Linked DNA regions of Anser cygnoides: region 2 is linked to region 1. A link is a contact called in public Hi-C data. All regions are on one chromosome and are shown on one strand. Each heading gives the region's core, a stretch centred on a gene start, on an enhancer-like site or on the middle of the called end of the contact. The rest is flanking DNA. Distances are from core to core; before and after follow the strand shown. Region 1 overlaps MYH10 (myosin heavy chain 10). Region 2 holds the start of MYH10 (myosin heavy chain 10).

Region 1 (6,003 bases), core at 1,419-3,918:
GGGCGTGGAGGGAATAGAGGCTGCTTATTAAAGGACAGCAGCAGCAAATACCAAGCATTTTTGTATACAACCTCTGGCCAGAGTCCAACTTGTAACATTCCCTAGACAACTGGTGTTGAGATGATGAGAAGCATCTAGAGGGGAATGGAGAGGCTGTAAAGCAGCCTTGTGAATAGTAAAGCCAATTAATACTCCTCTGTGCTAGCCCAAACTATCACTTAGACCTCTTCGTTACAGAAAATTAGCCAAGTAATTAAAGCGTTCTTTTAATTACAGGTCTCGGCTGTAAATATCTGTTTATAACTGGCAGAAGACTTGCTCAGTTGCATCTGGGAATAAGTCCCTTCTGTTCTTCGCAGCCGTTGTTGTGAGGAGGACAAAGGCCTCTTGTTGGGGCTCTCACTTGCGCAGTTACTTTCTCCTACAAACAACTTAAGTGCACGCATCCGTGGTTTGGTGCCTAAGTGGCCACTTGGTGTGAATCGAAGCAGTGCTGCCTGCAGAACTGAGCAGCAGGTCGGCTTCCTGGGTCTCGTGGAATCAGTCCCCAAGGGGAACTTGCCCAGGTGCCAAGGTGGTGGTGCCGTGTCTCCTCCTGCCGGGTGCTCAGCTCCTACAGGGCCTCCTGCCCCCAGGTTAGCTTCTCGTCCCAGGGCCTCCTGCTGATCAGGAGTGACAAAGACTGATCCTCCTGGGGCAAGGGAAAGGTCCGAGTCCCTGCATGGAAAAGTACTAGCTTGTTTGGTTCGTTTTCGGTATTTTAAATCACTGAGAGGTGATCTGTAATAGGGTAGATTAGACAAACTCAATCGGATCACCCCGGTGTGTTGCAGATGCTTGTCTTCACAAACCTTGTTCCTGTGCAGTAGGGACTGTGTGCATGGGCAACAAGACGAGGAACAGTCTTTCGCAATTTCAAAGCTTTCTTTGTACCTGTTTGTGTCCTTCTGTCCTATGTGAGTGCCAGAGCTACATCTCAGGTCCTGCATAGCCCCTGCTCTGCCGGGGAAATCAGTGACTCCCTGGGCTGGTGCTAGATGGGCGCCAGCCCTCACAGTGGGACGTCAGCAACTTTAAACTACTGCGAGTGTCCAGACAACAGAAGTCGCCACTGCAGGAAGAGGCGGTGGTGTAGCCTAGTGCTGCGCCTGTACAAGATGTGTAGCTGGCAGTAAGAGGAGCGACCGTTTCAGTGCTGTTTTCCTTTAGAACAGTGCTTCTGTTAGGATAGGTCTTCCACAGGCAGGCGTTTGACCTGCTGATACAACAGAAGTTGCCCCTATAGGTGAGCCGCGTGGGAAGAGCACACCGCTCTCCTGGAAGTCAGACCTCGCCTCCCATGCCTGGACGTTGCCTCTTTGCTTTGTGACCTGCGAGTCATCTCCCACTGTGCTGGTTTTGCATGTTTTCAGATGGTAATCTGCTCAGCAGAGGAAATGCCTCTTACTTCTATGCGAGATTTAGGTTAGAGTAGCTTGGGGAAAAAAAAGGTGCAGCTGGTTGAGAAGTCAGTTGGTAATTCTTGCTAACCAAATTGTAGCTGAGATGAATTTGCCTGAAGAATACTTTCCTTTATTGAAAATGACACTGTAGGTTCACATCCAGTGAATTTAAAATCATGTAGAAACTTTAAAGTGTTCTTGCTAGCTAAGGTTTTCCTACTTTACATGTGCTTGAAGCTTATTCAAAGCAGAAGCTTTGCTGGTGTGGGGACTAGTGCTTTAACTCCAGATAATGCAAAAATTTACCTGTGACCCTCAGACTTCGTTTGACCCATCTCTAACGTAGTTTGTACGAAGGGAGAGAGCTTTGTTAGTTAATGGAATAACCTCACACATCCAACTTGAGCCTAGTGCTAAAGATGGCTTGCTTGGCTGATTCCACCTGGTGTGCCTGGCATATTCCATAGATGGAGTTGAGATTTGATTTCAGTCTCCATTTTTTTTCTGCTAGTAATGGAATTGAAACCAAAAGAAGGGGTGAAATTATGACCTTACTGCAATCATCAGCAAAGTTGCCATTGACTGAAGTAAGGCTAGGATCTCAGCCAAGGGTTTTCAGTGTTTAATTTATGGTAACATATTAATTGAGTTGTATTAAAACAAGGTTTTGAAAAAGTTAATCTTTAGCTTCGTGATATCATTTCCATTCCATAAATATTGTACATTGTGTTACTAGAAGTTTACCTTTTTTGGGCAGGTTGGTAGAGGTAGAAGATCTTAATTTATTTTTTATAACTCGTGTTTGCCCTCCTGGGAAAGAATTAGAGCATGCAGATGTCCTTATTTCTATAAATGAAGAGGACTTTATCCTAAATCTTCTAATTCTTTTAGAGTATATGGCAGCAAAGCTATCTAGCTCTGTATCCTGCAGGAAATATTTGGCATACTTGTAAGCTCCAGGGAGAGGAGAACTAGGATGATAGCATCCATTAGTATTGCTTTTGAATGAGAACTTGCATAAAGACCTCTAAAAATCTCTACTAGATTTAAGGACTTTTAGCAAAAGGAATGTATTGCAAGCTTTTGACCTTCCCGTGCCACACGAAGCTGTGCTGGTGTGTATGCCAGAAAAGCCTCTTGATTAGTGAACTCCTCTAAAGCTGGGTGCTGCCCTTTAGGAGGCTAACATCTGGAGTGTATTTACTGTGCATTTTCTTTTCACTGGATGTGTCAGGGTAGGTTTTCATCTTTAAAATTTAATAAACTGTTTCTGTAACTTAACAGAAAAGATTATTTATCTAGTTTTAAAGTCACAGCTAGCAATGTGTTCCCAAGCTCTGATGACAATAAGAACAAATTGTATTGGTTTAAAATGTAAATGTATGTTTTGTTGTACTTATTTCCTTACTTCTGTTACTTGCTGGAGTAGTTTTAGCATTAAAAGTATTTTAATATACACTTAAAAACAGGCAATACTGCTTTTATTATCACTTGTAGTCATAAATTATGTTAATATGAGCATTACACTAAAGGGGAAACTAGAAGTAAAGACAAATTGGGAAGCAAGAATGGGCATTGGAGGTATATTTTCTGCTTATTGATCTTCACATTTGTCTGTTACAATTTTCTATGTAACAGACATAGGGGCCTGGTAGAAATGGGATTTTTCACTGAATTAAAAAAAAAAGTGTTTCCCCTTGTAGCGGTCCCAAAGTACACCCAGTTTGTGTAGCATATTGATGGTATCTTGGCAAAAAGGAAGCCCAGTTATTCATTAGCTAATTCTTGGAGTAGTTGTCTTTGTAACCAGCTCTTCAGGTTATACATTCCACGTTTATTTTCCATGCATCGAGCAAAGCTGGTGTAGCCAACACGTTTTGAGGGGCCTGCCTTCTGCTCCTGCAAGCTTTTCAATAGTCAAGTATTTGTGACTTCTGCATTTTTCTTCTTGTGTTCTGTTCCGATTATATCCGTTTTCTTGTGAGGAAAACCAGAACAAAAATGGTTTGACAGGACGAGGTGGGTGCTTCCGAGATGCCACCAGTAAAATCCGGTGCCCTGGGTAACCTCTGGTATGGCAGACCGCGGTGCGGTAACTGAGGCTGGGATCACATCCCATAACCTGTCTGCACAACCGTTCCGTTCAGTGCTCTCAGTTAGGTGTCTTCCACAAAACCTGCTCACTGTTCTGCCAGGTCAAACACATCAAACACCACCAGAAATTCATGCCTAAAGTAGGGGCTGCTAGGAACTAAGCACCTAAATAAGTGCAGGCGAGCTGCAAAACTGGCACACGGCGTGGTGGGGGAAGGCATTAGGAAGACTGCAAAAGAATGTGCTTAAATTCCCCCCAGCAAATTCACACTTCTGTTTCAGAATCGTAGCTGAGAGCTTTGGAAGCACATGCAGTGTATCCTTGCCACTTTTCTGGAGTAGTTGGTTTCTGAACGCTAACTTGAACAACCGTTGAACGACACAAGAACTTCCACTCTTCCAACGTAGCCCCACATAATGAAATGCTTTTTAGTTTCGTGTACTTAGCGCTGCCAGTGGTGGTGTCCATCTCGTGCGGAATGGGCTTCTTCAGCACGGCTGAAATGCTGTTGAATCATGGCGAAGTCGGGCCTGGCAGTCCCCTTGCGTGGATTTATTTAATGGACTGTATTTAACCAGGTCTAGGTTAAAAAGGCTTGTGCCGTCATTTGTGGTCACTGTGACAGATGTGGCCAGACCTCTGCCTGTACCATCGAGGCAGCTCCTTGCTCTGAGTTTGGGATGCCCCTTACGCAAATCTGGCACTAAATTCTGTCCAACAATCTGCTTTCAATCTGCCTCTGTCTTAATGTTCCACATCTGCTGTCCCTATCGATCTGTGTGCTGTGCCACTGCCCTAACTCACTTGGTGCTGAAGCTGCAGCCCCGTGGCTGTAAATGTATTTGGGGCTCGCTAAGAGCGAGGTGAGCAGTGCAGAGAGGCTGGATGTTTAAAATGTTTTACTGGGCTTTGGAACTGGCTTCTAGAGATGCTAAGCGTTTCCATCAGCCCAGTAATCCTCATAACCGGGTCCTGGAATATAAGATACACTAACTGTTTAATAATTGAAATATATATGTATCCGCACTGTGAAAAAAAATCTGTCTCAGTCTTTGTGATCAAGGCAAAGAACAAGTCTGTTTCTCATTACTTACGGTAATGTATGAATCCAGGCATACAGTCAGAAGCTTTTAATCAAACTAATGTTATATATTGTATCAACATCCTAATGCTGAGGAGATCTTTAGGATGTAGAAGGTATTTTAAACAAATACTTTGCAGTTCCCTGCCACACCACTGCTTTTGGATTTAGATGGTTACTGGGGTTCTGTTGCGTAGTCTAAGCCATAAATGGAATGAAGTGAGGTTGTTTTAAACAAAGAATTGATATACTGTTGAAAATTAACTTTGAGGAAAATGTTTAAAATGTTTTGCAGAGGTGAATCTGGTGCCGGGAAGACTGAAAACACTAAGAAGGTTATTCAATACCTTGCTCATGTTGCTTCCTCCCATAAAGGAAGAAAGGACCATAATATTCCTGTAAGTTGGGAAATCTTTTGTTTTTTTCTATTCTTTTGGTAAACTGCTGTCTTCTCTTGGAGAAAAACAAAACAAAACAAAAAACCTTTTGAATCAGAGATAAGCTGTAATATAATCCCTGTAACTTTGATCAACTATTATTTTCTCTTTATTAGTGGCTAAAATGAGTGGTTATGTCAAAAATTCTAGTTAATGTTAACTGTTTAACTGCTTTTTTGAGATTATGGGCTTTATGCAAGAATTGTAACTAGAAACAGTATCAAAACTTTGCTACGTCTACTTCGTTTTCAAAAAAAACTTCATCAACTCTGGTGATTACTAGTGGATTTATTTCCCATTACATGCAGCTTTTAGTACTAGCACATGTGAACAGAATTTCTTTCAAAACTTAACTGGGGGAAAACCATCAAGTTTAAAAATTGCCATAGACCTTCCGTATCTAGAAATCAGCAGCTAATAAAAAGCTTGGCTTTATTGCATTACCAACAGGAGGGTATATGTTTTTAAGTTGGAGAATCTTGATTTTTTTTTTTGTAGCAAATCGCTAACTCTGATCTATGCAGAGCTTTATTCAAATTTGCTGCTAATCTCTCCCAGAATTTGCACTGAATTTTTAGCAATTCGCAAAACATGAATGGGTTTAAATATCTGTTACTATGAGGACTTGGAACACTTAGCAGCGGAGTATTTATTTATCTTTACTACAAGGAAGAAGCTAGCTCCAGTCAATGCTGCTGTATGCCTGCTTTTCTCCAGGAGTACCGCAGGCATCTGTGGTGGTTGGAAGCTTTCAGGCTGCATCTTCTGACCTAGCAGAGATGTCTGTAACTTTTCTTGTGTATGGCACGTAGCATTAAGGTGCTCAGTGGAATCATAGACTTGTTGAGTGTCAGGACTCAAACTCCTGGAGAAACCGGAGATGACTTTTGACCAATTTGTGAAGAAAAGAAAACCGAGAATTTGAAGGGGGAGAGGAAGAAAATTGCT
Region 2 (6,003 bases), core at 1,112-3,611, 46 kb before region 1:
AAAATCTCTAGCATTCCCTTAGACTTAAGTGGTATTTGTTTACCTGCTTTGGTTCCAGCTCTGGAAACACCCTGGGCGACATGCTTGGCTTTAAGTACGTGAATGCCCTAGTAGCAACAGTATCATTAGTCTCATGTTTAAAGGTAGGGAAGCAATTTTAGGATTAGGAAATAGCTGAGTTCCTATTTCAAACAAAAGCCCTTTAAAAATGTGTTTTGGTTTTTTTTTTCCCTGCTCTTTCCAGTCTCCCGAGGAAGATAAAAATATCATCTTTCCCTCCATGGGTTAAAAACATTCAGTGGATTTGGGGAATTCCTTCCTAACACTGGTCTGGATAAAAATAATTGTGTGATAAAAATAATAACTTAATGCTATAACCCTGACATGCTCCATGTGGCATCTATGGGATCCTCAAAGATTTTCCGTGGAAATCATTTTCTAAAAGAAACTAAAGTCTTCAGTGGCTCGTCACTAGAAAAGTGTTTTCTGCGTGATGCTTCTGTTTTTCCTTTACAAGATGTTGGATGCCTAAAAATGGAAGTTCTGTGACTGAAGCAGCAGGACGTGTGGGTGCTGCGTGTCCAGCGCCTCCCATGCTGCGGCCCGAGCTGCCCCGAAGGCGGTCGGCAGCGGCACACACCGCCCCGAAACGTGCTGCCGTGTGAGCGTGCGGCTTTTCCACAGGGAGCAAAGCACCCATTGGGATGCTCCATTGCAAAGAGGGGCTGGCACTGCTCGGTGAACGCCGGCCAAGCATCTCGTGGAGGCCTGCTGGCCGAGCAAGGGAGGGTGGCAGGTCCCGTGAGGTGCCACACACCAAATGCCTGTGTGGGCGCAACGCGACGTCCGCACGGCGCTGGCCTGTGGCTGCGCGGGGCGGCTCGCCACGCAGCTCCGCCGTGCTGGCCTCGGGAGTGGCAAGGCAAAAAACAGCTGGGGAGTAACCAGTTCAGCCTTTCGGCTTTCATCTACCTGCGTTTGCGAGTCAACACCCTTATTTTTCTGTGAAACAGGATGTACGAGACCTCCCACTGGAATGGTAATTAAGAGGGAGACTTTCATATAAATCCAGGTGCCAGGAGTTGCGCAGGAACTGATTTGTGTGCTGAGATGAGCAGAGATGACCGAATGATTTCTAGCTCTGTGCCAAGAGCCTGGCTCCCCGTGGCTCCCCTTATTGCCTCCCTTTCTGAACTGAGCAGTGAGCCCCCAAACGCTAAGCTGTACCGAAACGGCACGTGCTGCTCTGGAACATTTCCACAGCCATGCTTCCTAACCGCGGGAGACACCCTTCCTCCCCTCCCCGCTTGCTGCCCTGGTCAGGAGGATCTGCCACAAATCCCCTCCACCCAAATAGCTCCAATTCCTGAGCCACCCGCATTTGCATTTGGCCTGGGCGGAGAAGCGGACCTGCAGCTTGGGCGATGGAAACCCTCGGTGCCGCCAGCTACCTGCTGGCACGCGGGGCTGGCCGAGCTGCTGGGAGCAGAGCCTGTGCCCTTTTCCGGGCGGTTTAACGCACCACGTGCAACCCCAAAGAGCTCTCAGGAAAGGCTTGGCAAAAAATCGTGGTTTTGAGGTTCTCCATCTCGCAATCGCAGGGCCCATCCCAGAGCCAGCAGCCCCGAAGGCCACCGGCAGCGGTCACCGAAGGCTTTGGGAGCCCCCGGCCGTGGGTGCTGTCCCAGGGACACTGCCAGCAGCTTTTGTTTCCTGCCACAATTTTCGGCTCACCCGCTTCATTTGGAAAAGCCTTGGCAAGCGGGTGCGGGCAAAAATACCCCTCAGGGTTAGGTTTAAGGAGCCGGACGGCAGAGCCGGGAGCTGAGGGGAGTCCCAGAGGATTCTGTGACAGAGGAGTCGGGGACCCACGAAGGCTGGAAAAGCCCTCCGAGATGTTTTAAACTAGAAGAGGTTTGGGTTAGGCTTTAGGTGTAAATTGTTCACTGCGAGGGCGGTGAGGCGCTGGGGGGGCTGTGCAGAGGAGCCCGGCGGTGCCGACCCCGGCTGTGTGGGACCCGGCCCTCCTGAGGGGGAGGCGCGCGCCCGCCCCGCGCTGCGGCACCGCGCCCCCCCCCCCCCTCCGCTGCAGCGTCGGGAGCGCGCCGCGCCCCCCGCCGGGCGTGCTGCAGCGCGGGGCGGGGCGCCGCCGTGACAGACGCGTCGTGTGCCCAGTGAGAAGCGCGCCGCGAGCCGAGCGGCCAATCAGCACCGGGGAGGCGGTGCGAAGCGGGGAGGCGGGGCTTGGAGGGTAAGCGTGTGGAGGTTGCTATGGCCGTAACCGCGGAGCGGCCGCGCGGCGGACCAATGGGCGGCGGCGCTGCGCCGGACGGACGCGCGCGGCGCCCAATGGGAGCGCGGCGGCGGCGGGGGGCGGCGGCGGCGGCGGCGGGCGGGGGGCGGCGGGCTCGGTGTGGCGCTAAAGGCGCGCGGCGGGCGGGGGCGGGGCGGCGCGGGGCTGAGCGGCGGCGGCGGCGGGTGGCGCTGCTCAGGTGAGGGCGAGGCGGGGGCCGAGGGGGTCGGCGGCGGCCCCCGGGCTCCGGAGGGGGGCCCCGAGCTCCCGAGGCGGCCCCGGGGGTTCGGGGCTGAGGCGGCGGCGGCGGGGCCGCCACACAAAGCCCCCGTTGTGCGGGCCGCGCCCCGCTGAGGGCAGGGGAAGGGGCGGGCGGCGGTGGCCATTTTCTGCCGCCCGCAGCCCCCGGCCGCGCTCCCCCCGATCGTGGCCGACGGGGCCGGGCCCTGCGCGGGGGGCGCTGCCCGGGGTGGGGGGGGAGTGGGCGGCCGGGCCCCGCCGCTTTGTTCCGCCGAGCCCGGCGGGTTCCCGAATATTTTTTTTTTCCGTTTTTTTTTTTTTTTCTCCTCTCTTTTTCCCCTTCTCCGGGGAGCGCCGGGTGCCTGCGCGATAAATGTGCGCGGCTGCGTGCTGCGGCTGGGCGCTATTGTGAGGGGAAGAGCCCCGCGAAGGGCAGGGCAGGGCGGGCGGCGGCCGGGGGGGGCTGCAATTAAACACGGGGGGTGGGGAGAAATGATGGGGGGGGGCTGCAATTAAACACTGGGGGGAGTGATGGGGGAGGTCTGCAATTAAAACCCGGGGGGAAAAATGATGTGGGGGGCTCTGTGCGATTAAAAAACGAGGAGGGAAAATGCTGGGGGGGGGGGGGGCTCTGCAATTAAAAACCCAAAGGGGTAATTGCTGTGGGGGGGGTTCCGTGCGATTAAAACCCTGGGGGAGATGCGCACAGAGGCAGCCCCGATCCCCTGGACGTACCGCAGAAATGCTGCGGGGCCAGGCCGTGCCTCGCTTCAGCCCCCTGCCCGCAGCACCAGCGTCGCCGCTCCGGTTGTCACCCGCGGTGTCCCACCTCCAGGTCCCGCCGCAGCGCCCTGCAGAAGGACCAGAAGGACGGGGGCCGGGCGGTGAGACCCCCGGCTGGGGCTGGGAACAAAGCCATCCCCAGAGAGCTGTCCCCGCGAAGGGGAGCAGCCCTGGGCAAGTGCTGCTTGGTCTCCGCTGGACCATCAGTGGTAATCCAGCACAGGGGAGGCGAGCGGCTTTGTGAGCTGGGGTAGGAGGCTCAGGTATTACAGTGGTGGGCTTCTCGAGCTAAACGTAGCGTTCCTTGAGTAATTTCTAGTTGTTCCTGGCCAAGAAGCCCCTTTATTGCTTATGGGGTCCCTTTAGCGTTTTCATTTTTCTCCACCGGACTTTTCTCTCAGAGGCTCCTCTGAAATACTTTAAATGTTGAGTCATCACCTCTTGATTTGAATTAAGCAGTCTGTAGTAAACGGTCTGCTCCTCAGACCTCTGGAGGATTCAATGACTTCATGCTTACTTTACATTAAAGTTGGACAACGTAACAATCCTCCTTGCCATAGATGGAGACGCAACTATTGTATTTAATTACACGTTCTTCTGAGGGCGGGCGTGTTGCAAAACATCCAACAGCGCGCATACCGTAGCATGAAAGATGACCAACACAGTTTGCGAAATCTTCCTTGCTTTTGAAGCTAACCTCTAGGTTACCTGCTGGAAGAGGTTACCATTTGCTAATGGGACATTCTCCAGCAGAAAAGATCTAGTGTGTGAATAAGCAAGATCTTTAATGACCTGGGCAGAAGGTGTCTGGCTCGACCTTGTTGCTCTCGGGGCGGTTACAGATAAAAACTGCCGAGTCTGGGAGTCCTGGATGTGACGGTGTTATTAAGGAAGGATGCGGTGGCCTCTTCCTGATAGGTGCAGATTGGTAAAATGAGTGTGCGGGAGCCCTTGTCAGCAGCTTTTCATTCACCTTCAAATTACCTGTGAAGCTGCTGGAAAATCTAACTTTGGTAGTCTTTGTGCCTCGAGGTAAACCTGGGAGCTAGAGATGTTTTTTGGAACATGGCAATGCCAGTGTTCACAACTGCCAGCAGAAGCAGGCTGTAAAGGTACAAAGTCTTATGTCTTCAGGAGGAATATGAGCAAGGCTTAGCTAGGTGGAAGGCTTGCGGAACCCCCAGGTGTCAATGAAGTTCTCATCTGTAGCTGGAAGTTGGCTTTTACAAAGTAAATGTTCTGTTATCTCACATGCTGTAGGTTGCTGTGGTTAGCTCTGCGCTGAACACTCTGATATTCACTGTTTAGTGGAATTTAGTGTGCTGACTGGCTAGCTTATGTTAAAATTGCTCCTCTTCTTTATTTAAGCACAGAAGACAAGCATGTATTTTTCTTTTTTTTTACAGTTTCCACTTTTATTGCAACGTACGCCAGCTAGGAAGAGATGGCTAGGTTCAGTTTATACTGCTTTTTCTGCAGTGGGTCTGGGGGTCATATATGGAAGACCACTTTCATGTATACAGCGGTTTGATTGTTCTGAAGGCCCCTGTGTGTGCAGGGGCTCTCAGGTGCACAGCACCTTCTTCATACCATGGAAGACCTCCACAGTACATAGTCATCCGAGGGGAGATGCAGGTGTTGATGACGGGGCGTTTAATTGAGGGCATAGTTCCATTCCTCCGTAAGAACCCGGTGTGTAACGTGCTTCTTGCTTTTCTCCTTTCTAATTTGCAGGGTAACTGGTAGCGGACACCTTCACTTCCCACAATGGCACAGAGATCGGGACAGGAAGATCCGGAGAGATACCTCTTTGTGGACAGGGCTGTAATTTACAACCCTGCCACCCAGGCTGATTGGACTGCTAAAAAGTTGGTGTGGATTCCTTCGGAGCGCCACGGTTTTGAGGCAGCCAGCATCAAGGAGGAAAAGGGGGATGAAGTGTTGGTTGAACTGGCAGAGAATGGAAAGAAAGCACTAGTGAATAAAGATGATATTCAGAAGATGAATCCCCCCAAGTTCTCTAAAGTGGAAGACATGGCAGAATTAACCTGTTTAAATGAAGCCTCTGTATTGCATAATTTAAAGGATCGGTATTACTCTGGGCTCATCTATGTAAGTACTAATTACTAGATTCATTACGGTTGCTAATTCAGCTAAAGCTTATCTGATTCCCATTCCTTTACTTATTTGAAATGGAGGAAGTGGGTCTTGGCTCTGATTTTGATAACGTAAATACTTTGTGTCCTTTGCATTTAGATTAGTCCAGGGTCTTTTTCTGTGCTGTGTACAGGTCAGGAACTCTGTTGTCATAAAACAAATAATAAAAAATTCTCCGATGGAAATAATTCTGCAAGCATCTTTCAAAAATAGAATGCTAAATGGCAACTCTGGGTGCTTAGCTCATGCCGCTCGTTAGAGTGCTTGCCTCAGACATGCTTAACTGATACAGTGAATAGTATCAAATGGCTTGTTTGAACTGAGGGCAGATTACAAAACCTAACTTTGCTGAATTACTGCTGTTTAATTGCTCATATGAATAAGCATGTATCTTGTTTTAACTTGCTGTGCATTAAAAATGCTAATAAGAGGCTATGCTATTACTTAAAAGTTGAAGTTGGAAAGTGCTAGGAATGCAAAATGTCTCTTTGGAATCTAATATCAACTTAGTGGGCCAGGAAAGAATGTGT

What was found. A called contact is a pair of places that touch in the nucleus more often than the background predicts.
Region 2: a Hi-C map of liver shows a contact between it and region 1, with 2.1 times the contacts expected there. The contact joins the promoter of MYH10 here to the enhancer-like site in region 1. A contact is called at or near these places in 2 of 7 Hi-C or Micro-C datasets (both in liver).

What each region holds. Positions count from the first base shown.
Region 1 is chr19:1,919,531-1,925,533 of Taihu_goose_T2T_genome, reverse strand. MYH10 (myosin heavy chain 10) reads left to right here. Exons shown (of 41, transcript XM_066980321.1): 5 at 4,914-5,016. Among named protein-coding and RNA genes, the nearest start is that of MYH10, 46 kb to the left of the region's middle. Within about 2 kb of position 2,668, at least 1 of the 3 cell types and tissues checked has open chromatin away from gene starts, as enhancers often do. A contact at or near this core is called in liver, where this site is marked.
Region 2 is chr19:1,965,385-1,971,387 of Taihu_goose_T2T_genome, reverse strand. MYH10 (myosin heavy chain 10) reads left to right here and starts at 2,361. Exons shown (of 41, transcript XM_066980321.1): 1 at 2,361-2,492; 2 at 5,051-5,428. The coding sequence starts at 5,084.